Regions from separate parts of the Zea mays genome. Here all the other regions are linked to region 3. Evidence: chromatin contacts called from public Hi-C data. All regions are on one chromosome and are shown on one strand. Each heading gives the region's core, a stretch centred on a gene start, on an enhancer-like site or on the middle of the called end of the contact. The rest is flanking DNA. Distances are from core to core; before and after follow the strand shown. Region 1 holds the start of LOC103625689 (choline/ethanolaminephosphotransferase 1). Region 2 holds the start of LOC100193598. Region 3 holds the start of LOC100284914 (MTD1).

Evidence for each region. A called contact is a pair of places that touch in the nucleus more often than the background predicts.
Region 1: a Hi-C map of endosperm shows a contact between it and region 3, with 2.0 times the contacts expected there. The contact joins the promoter of LOC103625689 here to the promoter of LOC100284914 in region 3. A contact is called at or near these places in 4 of 25 Hi-C or Micro-C datasets (ear, endosperm, leaf and 1 more).
Region 2: a contact with region 3 is called in a Hi-C map of leaf, with 4 times the contacts expected there. The contact joins the promoter of LOC100193598 here to the promoter of LOC100284914 in region 3. A contact is called at or near these places in 7 of 25 Hi-C or Micro-C datasets (bundle sheath, ear, endosperm and 2 more).

Annotation. Positions count from the first base shown.
Region 1 is chr6:119,884,595-119,888,237 of Zm-B73-REFERENCE-NAM-5.0, reverse strand. It overlaps LOC103625689 (choline/ethanolaminephosphotransferase 1), which reads left to right and starts at 1,791. Exons shown (of 18, transcript XM_008650977.3): 1 at 1,791-2,161; 2 at 3,093-3,102; 3 at 3,189-3,239; 4 at 3,389-3,466. The coding sequence starts at 2,025.
Region 2 is chr6:119,823,325-119,826,888 of Zm-B73-REFERENCE-NAM-5.0, reverse strand. It overlaps LOC100193598, which reads left to right and starts at 1,746. Exons shown (of 27, transcript NM_001358834.1): 1 at 1,746-2,090; 2 at 2,854-2,983; 3 at 3,081-3,152; 4 at 3,256-3,327; 5 at 3,425-3,496. The coding sequence starts at 1,985.
Region 3 is chr6:119,678,681-119,682,243 of Zm-B73-REFERENCE-NAM-5.0, reverse strand. It overlaps LOC100284914 (MTD1), which reads right to left and starts at 2,125. Exons shown (of 2, transcript NM_001157809.3): 1 at 1,658-2,125. The coding sequence starts at 1,899.

The sequences.
Region 1 (3,643 bases), core at 542-3,041, 210 kb before region 3:
ACCTCAACGGGGAGTAGATTTGCAAGAACCGAACCTCGGTAAAACAAATCATCGTGTCTCGCTCTTTATTCACTCACGATTTGTTTTGCGCCCTCTCTCTCGGACTCGTTTCTATTTCTAACACTAACCCGACTTGAAGTTGTGTTTAAGTTTGTAAATTTCAGATTCGCCCTATTCACCCCCCTCTAGGCGACTTTCACATTCAACATCACCATAGATAATATAATTGGATAAAGTAGCAACACTAGGATAGTACCACATAACACATTACATGTACCATTACAAGGCTTCCATGACATTATTGCCCAAAAGATTGTTAAATGGGCAAAAGAAGATGGTGAATGAAGTCCAAGTTCACGTTTTTAGCCAAGTTTATACTAAGTATTTTATACCCACGAGTTAACTTGTATGAGTAAGGGTGGAACATTCAAATACCTGTTTATCCACTGGACTCGTGGGTAAATTATTTAGCTCATAAACATACTCTAATGGTGTAAATACCCATTGGATATTGGGTCGCCGGTACCCATCGACAGGGGTGGAAACGGATGTTTATTTTAATGTCAGATTTTTGGTCATTTTTCTTCTATTGCAGACAAATAAGATATTGTAATGAGATTTTGCTTCGACGTGAGTAAATAATATTGTAGCATAATCCCTTCGACTTGTATTTAACCTTGACCTTGTAAAGATTTATAAAAACTAAATCTTAAATTTATCATATATATATTCTCAAACAATATATATAAAAATTTAAATACAGATCGGATACAGATTCGAATGTTTTTTCACCTTTTTAATTGTAGAGAGCAAATAATACATAAAAATCTATACAAAATTTTATTCTTACGTGTAATAATACGTTTAATAATATAAAAATATTAACATAAAATTTCAAACATATCTATTTTAAAATACCAAATTTATTATAAGAATTCGGATGTATAAGACCCTGTCTGGATTATTGTTTGCCAGTGGCTTATAATTAGCTAGCAAAATTAGTCACGCTCTGTTTAAAGACTTGACTAATAGATGTATTTTTATCTTTATACGATTTATTAGTATCTAATAGCAAGATTAAATAACTAATAAATAAACAATTTACCAGCCCTCCGGCTAATAATTAGTACTAAAATTTGGTGGCAAAATGTTTGCCATAAGTAGGGGTGGATATCGAGCCAGCTTGGCTCGGCTCGACCGAGCTCGAGCTGGCTCGTTAAGGGAACGAGCTGGCTCGGCTCGACTCGTTAACAAACCGAGGCAGAGAACCAGCTCGACTCGACTCGTTTGCGAGCTCGAGCTGGTTCGTTTAGCTCACGAGTCACAAGAAAAAATAATATACATGTATATATGCAATAATATAATAAATTGCTAGTTAATTTCGTACTAATTTAATACTAGAAAAGGCAACAATACTCATAATTTTATAATCACATCATTTAAACCCTAAATTAACATAGTTCATCACTTATTAATTCATCTAATACAAGTATAGACTTTGTTTTATAGATAAATGCTAGCTTATTTGAGCTAACGAGCTGGTTCGAGCTCGTGTCAAGCTGACTCGTTAACGAACCGAGCTTAGATATTAACTCAACTCGTGATAAAATTGAAACGAGCCGAATCAAGTCGAGTCGAGCTAACCATAAGTCGAGCGAGCTCACGAACCACGAGTATTTTGTGGGCACTACCGCACTAGTCGCAAGATCCAAACAGGCCTCGTATGCGTGCGTTTTGTCAGGGTTGCGTTGAACCTTGCTCAAAACGCATGGGACCCACGCCATCACAGAAAGCGTGACAATTGACGAATATACCACGCGTTGCGTTAGGCTAGATCCGCTCCCCTGCAGGCCACGCCTTCTCGCCGCTCGCGGAACCACCGCCGCCACCTCACCACTCCAGCTCCAGCCCCCGCCCGCCATAATCGCGTCCCCTTCTCGTCCTTCCAGAGCTTCTTAAACCACCCGGCCCGCTCCCAGCGTCCCTTCTCCGCCCACAGCCAGCGGCGAACTCGATCGAGCAGGATGGGGTTTATCGGCGCGCACGGCGTGGAGACGCTGAAGCGGTATAGGTACAGTGGAGAGGACCGCTCGGTGGTGGCCAAGTACGTGCTGCAGCCCTTCTGGAGCCGATGCGTCACTCTCTTCCCGCTCTGGATGCCGTGAGTAGTCTCCAACTCCTCTCTTTGTGCGTGTGAGCATGGCTTCTTACTGGTCATTCCCCAATTTGTAAGGGCAGTAACAAATATTGCTTTGCATGATCTCCCGAGAAGGACTAGTTGTTTGTGTTTAGCGTTGTTGTGGAATATTTGAATCTGGAGATGCGCAGAACGCTTGCTTAGGTTGTTCTGCAGATCACTATGGGAAGTTGAGGAGGCGCTTATAAGAAGTAATTAAGGGATGACATCCGGTTGCTTCTAAAACTGAATGCCTTTACAGGTGTGTGTTAGCTTGTTCTGATATTGTACTGTTGCCATTGTTAAGTAGTGGCCGGATTCTATGGCACAGGGCAATAATAAATTCCATGCACTCAGCTGCTGCTAGGTGTTTTGACCCCCCCCCCCCCCCCCCCCCCCCGCTATGTGTCACTACTGTTCATAGATCAAATATATTTTGGTGACCTATTTCAGCAAATTTCGTAAATATATTTGGGTACTGAAGAAAGTGCAGAGAGGGGGGCAAAATGGCCACCTTCTCCTGCTCTAAGCTTATTTCCACATGTGAGCAGTGAGTTTCGACTGGATGATTTCCTTGCGCAACAGATTGTGGCCTGGAGAGTAAAATGCTCTTAGACTCCATGTGTGCTGAGATTTATCTTTTTTTTGTTAAAACAAGTTTTTTTTAATAATTTTGCCAGAGCACTGCCTTTCAGTTAAGCAATAAAAGAGAGTTTATGTACAAGGTCACACTTAACTGCCAAACACAGAGTATTCCCATCCCAACACCTAGGACCTAGCCTCTCACCCCTGTGCTAAATCAAGCTTTGGCAGAGTGCACGCATCAAGTTTCATGTTGCACTTTGTTCTTTCCTTATCAAAACTTCTGTTCTAACTAACATTTTTTCTTCGTTTGCATGTGTGGATTCATAAATAGACCAAACATGGTAAGCGATCGATGACCACATTGTCAATTCTTTGTTGGATTCATCTCTTATGGTGCAGTACATGGTTATGCTTTCCGACATTTCAGATCACACTTACAGGATTTTCGTTTCTAGTACTATCAGCGCTGCTTGGCTATGTAAGTGTCTTTCTTGCCTGAATTAGTTGCAGTTTTGTGAAGCTATTAACCAGCTGCTAAGATCCCAACCTGTGTTTCTTTTGATGCATTCTATATCACGATAGAACCCTTCATTTTTTAACCTGTTGCTATGATGGCCACTTCTGCAGATATGTTCGCCTCACCTTGACACTGCTCCCCCTAGGTGGGTCCATCTTGCCCATGGATTACTTCTCTTCTTGTACCAGGTTTGTGAAACTAAACAATCATGAGATTTTAGATGGACAATTAAGTCGTTGTTCTGTTTCCTCCTCGCCCCCCCCCCTCGATTACCAACCAGTAATACATTTCTAAACAAGAGTATTTCAGTTTAAAAGTTTCATGTCCTGCTTTTCCTATCCTAGGATTTAGTTTCCTCCCAAGAG
Region 2 (3,564 bases), core at 497-2,996, 150 kb before region 3:
GATTTAAATATGTTGTATGTGTAGTGGGCAAACAGGTATATCCGTGGATATCCATTACCTGCGGGTAACAGATGTGGATACTGTTTTTTATTCGTAGCGGGTAACGGATACGGGTTCAGATATCGAATATAAGTCGCGGATATGGATATCTAGAGACACTATCCGTGGATAGATTATCCATTGTCATCCCTATTCCTCATTGAGACCTGCAACGTGCGGATTTTACTGTTACCCGCACGTTACCGAGGCAAGGGCATTAACCCAATGCGCCATTTGGACGTATTTCATTATGATTTCCACTGTTCTTTGTGCGTTAACGAGGCATGAAGAGACGGGCAGAGGTGACACAACGACAACACCCACATAGACTACGCCGCAACCTACAATAAGGACTGCACACGTACTCCGATTAAGATGAAACAGGAACATAGGATGTCAGGAGCATGCGCGATGACCAAGAAGGGATACGCGCTCAGAAAGATCTAGCATTGTTTGCTCTATTAGGTGTTTCCCATTCCATATTGTAAATACTCTTAGGCCCACATGTCGGGTCTTGAACTCCCTTATAACGTGCCTCCCTTAGATTATAAATGGAAGTGCACTTGCTCCGTAGCAAAGGAGGTCGATTCACACTTAGGTCGCCCACTACTAAGTTCTCAGGCAATATAACTTATAGTGGAGGTACGATATTACTCTTTGGCAGCCTGAACTACTCTAAACACTTGTGTTCTTGTGTCCATCTGAAAGGCTAAGTAAAACAATTAAGCCTACTGGACCAGGCTCCGCCGCCCGGCCGGCGAGCTAGCAGGTACCCCTCCGAACGGCGGTGGTTGGGTCCGCATCTTCTTCCTTGCCTTCTTCCGCTTTGTGTCGACAACGAGGTCATAGGGGGAGTCTGCGGCTACAGGAACTCCGGGAGGCCGCAGCCAGGCTGCCATGGAGGCCGCGCTTCTTGGCACCGTCGCAGGAGCCCCCGCGCCCCTGAGCAATAGCCCAGCAGGGCCGCTGCCCGCTGGGAGCCTCCGCGCACACCCTTGGGCAGCAGGCTAGCAGCGCCGCCGGGGTCCTCCATGCTGGGGAACGAGATCCTCTGACGTGGGGAGAGGGCACTGCCGCGTGGTCCCCGCGTGCGGTGACCCTACTGCCCCCTGCAGTACGTCAGAGGAACCTCCTCCCCATGCTGAAAGGGAGCAGCGGATGACACTCCGCCTTCGCGCAGTCGACATAGCGGCCGGTGGCGTCGATTTTTTTTCTCTCTCTCGAATCGGGATGTGCTTCTGGGAGACGACGAGACGATACGGAGGCTTAATAACGGATGCAAAACGGGTCCCTATCCTACCCACATCGTTCTTTGTCCCTCGAACCAAATAAACAAACAATCCTATGCCCTGCAACAACCAATCTGCGAACTCCAAGCTAAACCAAACACGCCCTCTAAAACACAGAGGCGTGGTGGTCCACCTCCCCTCACAGCTAGCTAAGCATTAACCCAATCCAAACTCTGGAGGCCCCGCATGTCAGCCGTGCCATGCTCCTCGATCTATGACTCGAGTTCTACTGCTCCAGGCCAACCAGAAAGCGGGAGAAAAAGCACTGTAGATCATCGATGTGACGTCCCAGTGTCCTTCGCCCCCACTCTCTCTCGTCACAGGAAACACATTCTCTCTCTAGCGGCCCCCTCTCAAACACAAACAGCCATTCTCTCTCCCTCTCAAAACTCCAAACTAGAGCTAGAGGCCTACGAAGTAGTAGGAAGCTGCTGCTCTCCTCCATAGCCCCTACCCCCTCCCCTACGCTGCCACTCTATCGCCCAGCCATACAGCAGCTACCCCGCTGCCTGTCACTGAGCCAGCGCGGCGCAAGTGCGCAAAGCCGAGCGCGAGAACCCACGAAACCAACCCAGAGCCCCCATTAAGGCAGGCTCGCTGCAGCACGTCTCGCGCTCCATCGCCGCCTGTCCTCTTCCTGTAATGTCACTCCCCCGATGCCTGTGCGCAGCTCAGTGGCCATGACGACGACGGCCGCCCGTGCTCTCGCCGCCCTCGTGCTCGTCACCGCCGCCGCCGCCGCCGCCGCCGTCGCCGACGATGGTTGCCGATCTGTTCCGTTCTCTCTTCACCCGTTTCGCTTTCTTTCTTCTCTGGGAGTCCTCTTGTTGCGTACTGGGGAGCAAAGATTCAGGGGGGGCGGCTGGGTTCGTTAGGATTAGTATTTTATTAGCGCTGCAAGTACGCGCTTTTTGGAGGCATGGTGATTCGCTAGTGTTCTATTCCACCCCCTTTTTTTATTGCTGTAAGCCCGTAACCCGAGTCTTAACTTAATCCTTGTGAGCTGTGCCTCTTCTCATCTCATCTTCTTGCCTAGTACGAGCTTTTAACTATCCTGTCCATGTTTCAAAATGTGCTTACTATCTCTCTTCATGTTCGGTTCTGTTTATATGTGCCTTCTTGTGCTGCTTGTTGGAGCAAATGCTCAGAGCATCCTTAAATCGTTTGAGCATCCATCATTGTTTCTTCATTTGGCCCTTTCAGTGCTGGAAGCTTGGTTTCTGCTGCTAAGCCTTGTTCTATTCCTGTGTGGTTTTAGCTGTGTTTTGGTTTTGCCATCCTGATCCAGTTTCCTATATCTGAATGAATCCAAGCAACTTCATATTTCACCACCGTGTCGTATCTGTGCTTTCCAAATCTTGACGTCCCTCGCTTTCCTGCCTGCAAGCACTAATCCAGAATCCAACTACCACGTTACCCAACTCCCTTTCTGCGGAGATTCCGTTTGCCGAGAACTGTCTGCTCGGATTTCTACCACTCTGTAACCCGTTCTTTGTGCTAACGCGGCTGGCTCTGCACCTTCCAGGGGCGGCGCTGGTGGAGATCAAGAAGTCCTTCCGCAACGTCGGCAACGTACTGTACGATTGGGCCGGCGACGACTACTGCTCCTGGCGCGGCGTCCTGTGCGACAACGTCACGTTCGCCGTCGCCGCGCTGTAAGAATGGCGTCTCGTTAAAACTCTGCTCTTTTTTTTCCCCAACGACAGCGACGTGTGGCCACTGATCCGGGTTATGGCGCCAATGCAAATGCAGCAACCTCTCTGGCCTCAACCTTGAGGGTGAGATCTCTCCAGCCGTCGGCAGCCTCAAGAGCCTCGTCTCCATGTACGGATGGTTTCTTATTTGTCCAAACGACTGCTGTTGGTTGGATTTTTGTTTTCTGAGTCCTGACCGGTGTTTAACTGGCCTCTTTTGCATTCACATTCAGCGACCTCAAGTCAAATGGCCTATCCGGGCAGATCCCTGATGAGATTGGCGATTGTTCATCACTTAGGACGCTGTAAGTTCAACTTCGATTAACCCGTGTTTACTTGTGGTTGTGGGTTTAACTGAATATAGTGCTTTTATTCAAACTTTCCTTTTTTTCTTTCTTTTAGGGACTTTTCATTCAACAACTTGGACGGCGACATACCATTTTCAATATCAAAGCTGAAGCACCTGGAGAACTTGTGAGGCTTCTTCTCTCTGGAATGTGCATAGAAATACATGCCGTTTTGGCTTTGGAAGTTCTTACAGA
Region 3 (3,563 bases), core at 876-3,375:
GAAGGTGTCTCTGGTTAATGCAATCTACAGAGATAACACTGACAAAACAACTACTTCCTCCGTTTTTTTATTTGTCGCGTTTTAGTTTAAAAATAAATTAGCGAGCGACAAATATTCGAGAACGGAGGTAGTAGGTAGGACTGCACCATATCAAACCATATGTACATGAAAATGCTCAATAAAGATTCAGGAAGCACACAGCAAACAGAAACCAAAGACCAGCCATAATTTTCTGTTACTGTGAAGAACATTAAATTCCATCAGCTACAAGCTTGGCCGTAATTTTAAAACTAAAAATTCTAGGTTAGATAACATGATGAATTTCTTATATATGAATATATAATTCTATGTATTGTGCAAACATATCAATAAAAAAACTGCTACTTCCAAAAATAATTACCCCCTGGACAAATGTTTAAAAAGAGTGTGCAGTATTCCAAAGGTTACTATTGCTTATTAGTCTCAAAATTAGCTGGGAACAGCTAGTGGTGAAGTATCAAGAACCTTTTAACTTCAATATCCATTTTACTATCAACCTTAAGCAATCCTAACCAACTTCATCATAATTGAACATCAACTCAAGACCTTTGGGTTCTTGACATATCTATCCTATACTACTAAGCTATCTCTAGCAGCTTACCCATCCCCATAGCCATATTCAAACTCCACTCTGTGATGAACAATATAGTCTACAGTGCAAAACAGTGTTTTGGGTTGACCATATATGTGAACTGCTGTACATGTCACAAAGGTTGAAGTATGTCTGCAGAAAATATTTAATCACATTGTTCAGGCTGACATGAACTATGACATAATCATACAAAGATCCTATGAAGATTTGCAAGGAACCCTACAATAGCACTAAACTGTCACAAGCAAAAGGCATACCCAAGACCCAAGAGCAAGTCTTTAGTGAAAATGATAACATTTCAAATAAGAAGTTACTCATAATTTACATGGAAGAACCATGACCAGCTCTAATCAAAACTCCAATGGATCTTCCCCAACAAATTGTCTGAAATCTTTATGGTACTGCCATGGCACCCCATAGGCATACTAAGAAATAAAAACTCCATAAGAGGCCCCATATGACAGATGCAATTGAGCGGCCAGCCAAACATACTAAATCCACTACTGTCTTTGTCCAGCCTCTGTACCATAGCACCCACCAACCAGAGCGATCAAGAAATAAACTTTGAAGACAATCAGGAGTCGCAGTTCCTCTACAATGCTTATGCTGATATGCGCATTGCAGCCACCAAAGGATCCATACTGAGTGCCTCCACCACTTTGCGCGGATGATCACCAGAGAGCAGAGAAATTCCACAGATTCATTCAGATACACCCAAAATGCCACAAAATGTCACAACCAAAACAAATTTCACTGCACTGTTCTAGTCAAACAAAACCCCTCAATATCCTCCAGGCACGCACACTGGAGACTACAGAATGAAAAAAAAAATACACCTACATCATTCCATCCATATAACACTCTATAGTGTTATAACCCCTTCTATCTGCACTGCACCGTATGACACAAGAAGTGGTAAAGGCCAACACAATCCACCTCAAAATCCATACTAAATCAAATCCAGAGCGATTACGAATCACCGGAACAAGACTGACAAAGGCGCGAGCTTTGGCGGATTGGGCTGACCTTTTGTTTGGTAGCGCGTCCTGGAGCGCGTCCATTGTGTCGAAGGGTCCCCTGTACGAGCTCTGCACCTCTCCATCGATCTCCTCCACCTCATCCCATTGCAGCACCCCAGCCCTGCTATCACTTCCCCGCCGCGCTGACAACGACGACCCGCTGGAGCTGCCACTGCCGCCGCCCCGCCGCCCGCACTCGGACACGAACGGCATTGCTCCCCTTCTCCCACGCTGTCCCCACTCTCTCATTCTCACTCCTTCACATGCAAAGAAAGAGAGCAGCGCCTCACGCGCGCGCGCACGGGGAGAAGTGGTGGGTCGCTGGGGGCTCTGCCCCTGCCGCGCGTGCAGCGTGCCGCGCGCTCGCTTCTGAGTTCTGACTTGTGCCCAGTCGTTGGTCTGCACCGGCTTTGGCGTTTGGCTGCAATGACGTGTAGGACATCCTTCCTCCTGAAACTGAAATGGGAGATTGGAGTCTAACCGTCGATCTCCAATGGGCGACTCGGATCATCCGACTAGGCCTAAAGGGAGTGGAACCGTGAAAGGTAGCATCTCTCATACCCGACAGATAGGGCTGGACAAAATACTCGTGTCTCGTGAGCTCGCTCGACTCATGGTCAGCTCGGCTCGGCTCGACTCGTTTCAATTATATCACGAGCTCATCTCAGTCGGTTCGTTAACGAGCCAGCTCGACATGAGCTCGAGCCAGCTCGTTAGCTCAAATGAGCTAGCATTTATCTGTAAAACAAAGCCTATACTTGTATTTGATGAATTAATAAGTGATGAACTATGTTAATTTAGGGTTTAAATGATGTGATATATAAAATTATGATTATTGTTAGTCTTTTCTTGTGTTAAATTAGTATGAAATTAACTAGCAATTGATTATATTGTTGTATATATATACATGTATACTATTTTTTTGTGGCTCGCGAGCTAAACAAGCCAGCTCGAGCTCGCAAACGAGCCGAGCTGAGCTGGTTCTCTGGCTCGATTGTTTAACGAGTCGAGCCGAGCCAGCTCGTTTCCTTAACGAGCCATCTCGAGCTCGGTTGAGCCGAACCGAGCCGAGCTGGCTCGATATCCACCCCTACCCACAGGGGCCTAGTCCAAGGCATCACTAGTGGCATTACCCGTAATTTGCTACAAATTTATCAACCACCAGTCCACCACAAGTAGAAGTGCAAATAGATCGGATCGAAGCGAATAATGTCTTTTTTATATCTTACTCCTAATTTTGTCGTTGGATTCGAATCGAAGCGGATACTATGTGGTTGCGGATAGATATGGATATTTTAGGATGTTGGAAATGGTGCGGAGTCGAAGCGAAAGCGTGGCAGAAGCATATTTCAAAGGTCGAATAATGCATGTATACATCTATTTTTATAGCGATCAATAATTCATAAATTAAAGTTTAATAGTTGACAACATAACTTGAATATAGCTATAATAAATAACTAAGTATGTAAATAATAAATAGCATCATGTCACACACTATACATCGTGTGATCGACTAATCGATGATTGATTTATGTTGGCTTGTTGCCTGTTGGGTTGGGGGTGGCGATTGATTTCTGTCGTGTATAGCGTTTCATTTCCTATTCTACCATATATAAATTTTAGTTTTATTTGTACAATAATCAATCATTATTGAGTACTTGACAAAATAATCTGATATTATCCTATTTTAAGCATCGGATAATCCGCGTAAAATATCAGATACTCCATATCCGTCGGATTTTGGTGATATCATATCATACTCTGCATCCACACATAGATCAGATTCAGATTATCCATATCCGCATGGATATAATAACTCAACCGCCATATCCGTATAATTAGGATTCAGATCGAATAATTATCAACACCACTTGCACCTCCAACCACAATGATGAAAAGACACTTTAAGGGCT